Linked DNA regions of Bombyx mori: region 2 is linked to region 1. A link is a contact called in public Hi-C data. All regions are on one chromosome and are shown on one strand. Each heading gives the region's core, a stretch centred on a gene start, on an enhancer-like site or on the middle of the called end of the contact. The rest is flanking DNA. Distances are from core to core; before and after follow the strand shown. Region 1 overlaps LOC101742384 (protein roadkill). Region 2 holds the start of LOC101742384 (protein roadkill).

Evidence for each region. Hi-C and Micro-C count contacts between places; a contact is called where the count stands out from the background.
Region 2: a Hi-C map of posterior silk gland shows a contact between it and region 1, with 1.7 times the contacts expected there. The contact joins the promoter of LOC101742384 here to the enhancer-like site in region 1. A contact is called at or near these places in 2 of 7 Hi-C or Micro-C datasets (posterior silk gland and whole pupa).

What each region holds. Positions count from the first base shown.
Region 1 is chr9:9,038,265-9,040,964 of ASM3026992v2, forward strand. LOC101742384 (protein roadkill) reads right to left here. Exons shown (of 10, transcript XM_038012779.2): 6 at 167-504. Among protein-coding and RNA genes, the nearest start is that of LOC101742823, 24 kb to the left of the region's middle. Within about 2 kb of position 1,272, at least 6 of the 8 cell types and tissues checked have open chromatin away from gene starts, as enhancers often do.
Region 2 is chr9:9,097,415-9,100,114 of ASM3026992v2, forward strand. LOC101742384 (protein roadkill) reads right to left here and starts at 1,330. Exons shown (of 10, transcript XM_038012779.2): 1 at 859-1,330.

The sequences.
Region 1 (2,700 bases), core at 22-2,521:
TAATTACGGAATCAAAGTCAAACCAAATAAGTGGATCGGTTTTGTCTAGTAAAATAATAAGACTATTAAATAAACTGTTAATTTCTGAATTCTCTAATTCAGTTTATGAATCATGGTTACCAAATTTAGTAAAGCTGAGTTGGTACGAATTGTAGATAACGCTCACCTTCTGATAAACTTTTTGAATCCCCAGTCTTTTCCTTGCACGAATCTGTACGCCCGTTGCGATTCCATTGCTTTAGTTTCTTCTCTTTTAGCATTTAATATTGAAAATTTAAACTTTGCCCGCACTTCTGATTTATTACACGAGACTAATAATAAGTATAACGATAAATAGTCTTTGCTCTCTTCATCGAGTCCTTTTGGATTGACGCGAAGACACCATTTTAATTTATCACTAGCACCAGCTGAGAAAGTCGATGATTTTAACACTTCACCCATTTCTTCTCTACAAAAACTAAAATTGTTTATTGTCCACATGTAACTGAATTTCACCACTTTGACCTGAAACAAGAGAAAACTAATTTTTAATCTAAATTAACTATCTATCTACTACTGACTCGAAATTGAAAAATGTTACTTATATTCAACTAGCGACTATTTAATGGATGTTATTATACATATAAACTTTCCTCTTCAATTACTCTATCTATTAAAAAAAACCGCATCAAAATCCGTTGCGTAGTTTTAAAGATTGAAGCACACATAGAGATATAGGGATAGAGAAAGCGACTTTGTTTTATACTATGTAGTGAAGAGGCTATAGATATGTATAATAACAAATGACGCTTTTGCAAATGTGTCGTTGACGCAACTTTTATATTTGATTTCTCATCACTAACAAATCTTACTTGAAGATCCAAGTTGCTATTTAATACAAAGCCAGTCCTTTGTGTTTTGATTCTAATCGCTGCATGCTATGTAAAACAAACAAGTTGCATTGCCGGACAAGCGTTTAATGACTTATTTATGGCAAATAAACTTTTATTGTGAACTAAATAGTAAACCTTCATGCATGATTCAAGGTTAGAATGCCACAGGTAATCACTTTGTGGGACTAGCATAATACATTGATATTTTTTCCTTTTCAATATTTTGCGAGGTAATTCCGCTGACATTGAATTTAATTTTAGCAGATAGATAAAGCATTTATCTGAGATAAAATGTTTGGTTGCGCCGTATCACGATTTGTGAATTATGACATGGTCGATGGAGTATTTTTTATGGCGTACAGTATATGGACATGTGGAGTTAGACGAAGGTCAGGAGGAATAGGCGTAGAATGGCGGGCGCAGGTTGGTCGTTGCCCCCGACCGTTGCTTGGCTTGCGGTGCTGCCTGGGGTCTTCGCCCGGTCGCCGACCCGTTCCAAGGCCGACCACATCATCCCCGTAACTTTGTGGATACGCTGATAACATCCGTTTGCAAATTCCACGGACGAGATTTTATAAATTACTAGCTTGTGCCCGCGACTTCGTCCGCGTGGAATAGTTACTTTGGCATAACGCTAAATTTTAGAGCATAAAAAACGTTACAGTGAGCCAACCTTAACATATGGACATATGCTGTCACGGACTTTTTTTTAGATCTTTTAAAGGGGAGCAATTCTGTCATACATTATTTTAGCGAAACTTTAACCGTTTCCGCAGCGCACGCAGCGGAAGCTCTCAAAAGGGAAAAAAACAGATTTTGAAACATCATTTATTGGTGCTTTATCTTAGCGTGATGTTATATAGCCTTCTTCAGTAAATGGGCTATCTAACACTGAAAGAATTTTTCAAATCGGACCAGTAGTTTCTGAGATTAGCGCGTTCAAAAAAACAAACTCTTCAGCTTTATAATATTAGTACGGATTACTAAATATTCATACATACATATAGCTTAAGTTACATTGGTATGATACTGCAAATGAGACAGAGAAGTTTGCGTTTATGAATAACTAAGTAAATGATAAAATCTTTCAAACGCTTTAAAATAGTACATTACAGAAATATTGTATTAATTTTTTTTAGTGACGCATTACTTACTTAATAATGATGGACATGGTTATCGCGAGCTGACACGTGTATCAACGACCGGGAGCATTCTTACACGTGTATTTAGCGAAGGCTTTACCGCTGTAGGTAGCTATTATATTATTTAGGCACTACCACATCTAGCAGTGGTAGTAAATGGTTGCAGATTAGTGGGCTTTGATTCCGTTATAAAACGGTCGTGTAGAAATGATACATCAGCAGGTTGTTGGTCGTCAAAACTGAATGAGACCTTAATAAGTGTACGTGCCGCTACGTCGGGCGGCAACCGAAAAATACCGTTAGTGCTCGCAAACTAAATAGATTTTTTTGGACAAAAAATATAAAAAAGGCAGCATCGGGTCGATGGTTAAGTCGCACAACGGTCGCTCCAATAACGGCTTTGTTTCTAGATTCGAGTTGTCGTGAACGATATAAGGAAACATCGTATAACGTAAATTGATTAAGACTGGTGATAGGACATCTTGTGAGTCCGTGCGGTACCACTACCCTGCCTATTTCTGTCGTAAAGCAGTAATGCGTTTCGGTTTGAAGGGCGGGGCAGCCGTTGTAACTATACTTGAGACCTTAGAACTTATATCTCAAGGTGGGTGGCGGCATTTCGTCGTGGCCTAAAGAATAATACGTCCGGTGCATTCGTTTTGAGCGATGCACCGGTGTTCGAATCT
Region 2 (2,700 bases), core at 80-2,579, 59 kb after region 1:
CATTTTATTTATTTGTAGCTGTCGTATATTGTAGGAACCAAATTCTGTCATCATCAAATAGTAATTTACAGGTAGAATTTTTCATGAAGGCATGCATAACCAATTCGGGAGCTAGGTTCAACTTTAATAATTCATCAAATGGAGTTACAGATAACTATACAGAGTATGGTTTCTAAAGGGCCCAATTAAAATTTACAACCACATTGGCTTCTTGCTCTTTAAGTTCTCAGCACAGATAAATTGTGGATAAATTAGTCACTATATAATACAGATGTGATATAAAAATAGAAAAATTAAGGTATCTTGGAGAGCATTGTATAGAGTGTGTGTTCCTTTAACTTATGAATTCCGGATTATAGTATTTTAGTATGAAAACTACCTTGTATTCCTAGACAGATTTTAATCAAATGTTCAATTTGTAATCACAAGCAATAGACCAGTGAATGACATAAATATTACGTATTCCAACAAAATTTAGCTCTACATCTATCTTCATCACAAAGACAAGGTCATTTAAAATAAATATTCAGCTGTCATAAACTACATATACGCTTGGAGTAGGAATATTTTTATTTAAGTAACATAGAATTCCAACAACGTAACTCCATCCGTACAAAACACATCTGTAACTATTTTTAAAAATATAATGGTTTCCAACTATAAAGATGTAATCAATGAAAAGTACTCCATATTACTGGATATTTTAATTTTTAAAGATTTTAAGAAAAACATACTCATATACCTAGAAATACTCTTAAATGTGAAAAATTACCTCTTGATAAATAATTTAAATGAACTGTGGTGAAATTCAAGATAGAAGAGGTTGACATTTACATTACGGAAACCGAATTTACTCACCTTTGACGTTTTTCTTTCACTTTTAAGTAATATTCTTCACTTCACAACAATTATTACAACTAAAATTAACGGGAAAACGTGCCCAAATTATAAAAATAAATCAAATAATAATTGCAAAAACAAAAGAAGCAGAAGTCACAGCACAGCAGCACTGACAGGGGTAGGTACACAACCACAACTTTGGTTAAAATATGCACGCGGAAAACTACAAAACTTAAATTTCTATTCATATAAAATTGCCAAATTAAAGCTTTATTACATTGAAATAAAGAAAGAAAAAGTGGCAAAGCTCAGTAGCCATCTGTTTCTACAAAAAAGAACTATAAATTATTTATTGGCACAAGAGACTAACAGATGTCACTGTACATTTTCTAATTTCTAACATCAAAAAAGTTTATCTCTGAGGGCAAACATTTTTAATTTTATCATGGAACTTTTTAAATTTATGTTTCTTTTTAAACTAGGATTTTATATATTAGTATTTTATATTTAGTAGTACGTATAATGGGGTGATTGGGGAAAAACAGGAATATCTTTCGACGCTCAATATTAGTTTTATATTCGTTGCAAAATCTTCCATTTTTTGTAGTTTAATAGTAGAATGTTGAAAGTTTACAAAACAACTCTGAATATGCATGATAATAGCTGCTAACTTATAAAAAATCGCATTTCAAATTAACTTCCTCTGGTGGTAATTACTTTACTGCTAGAAATTTTGCACTCTTTTATTTATTTCATAATAATAGAAGAAGACTGTGATTTATAAACGTTATTTAGTGTTTGAACCATCTTAATATATATTAAAGGTAAGTCTCAGTTGTTATTGGTTTTAATGTATTTGATAAAATAAAAATACATGTGAAAATCTGTTGTTTTTGGGGATATCGGGGACGTCTCAGGTACAAATAATAACGAAAAAGGGGTCAATTGGGATGAAAATAAGTGAAATGGAAACGACGTAAGTATAAATAGGTACAGGTTTGTAGGGTTGTCTATGTAGTTATAACAATATTTTTTAAATTTGTTGGTAAGAATCGGATTTATTCATGATGTTTTTGTCTAGAACTTTTATTCAAAATTATCAATGTGTTATTTTATGGTTTGGCAAATATTTATATTATCAGTTACGTATTGTTTTCTATTTTTAGATATGCCTTGCGTGTACGTATCAAAGAGTGCAAAGCCTTATAAGAGATATGGTCCCTTAATATTAAAAACAGCAATAGAAGCCTATGAAATTGGGAATAAGTCTTTAGTTGAAATAGCTTAATTGCTTTAAGAAGGGTGACCGTGCTCTGCTCAAGAACTATAGGCCTATTTCACTTCTTAGCCATATTTATAAGCTGTTCTCGAGAGTCCTTACAAATCGCTTGGCCTCTAGACTTGACGAGTTCCAACCTCCGGAGCAGGCTGGGTTTCGCAAAGGCTTACATACGGCAGGCAGGCATACGGTAGACCACATCCACACGCTGAGACAGGTTATTCTGAAGACTGAAGAATACAATCGTCCTCTGTGTCTCGCGTTTGTAGACTACGAAAAAGCCTTCGACTCCGTCGAAACTTGGGCTATTCTGGAATCCGTACAGCGATGCCTAGCCGATTGAGGTGTTGAAGAGTTTATATAAAGCCGCCAAAATGACAGTCCAGATCCAAAACCAGCAGACAAACCCGATTGAGCTTCACAGAGGGGTGCGACAGGGTGACGTATCGCCGAAACTGTTCACTGCTGCTCTCGAGAATGTCTTCAAGACTCTGGACTGGAGTAAGCTGGGCATCAATGTCAATGGCGAGTATCTCTCACACCTCCGATTTGCAGAGGATACGTTATAATTGCAGAGTCGC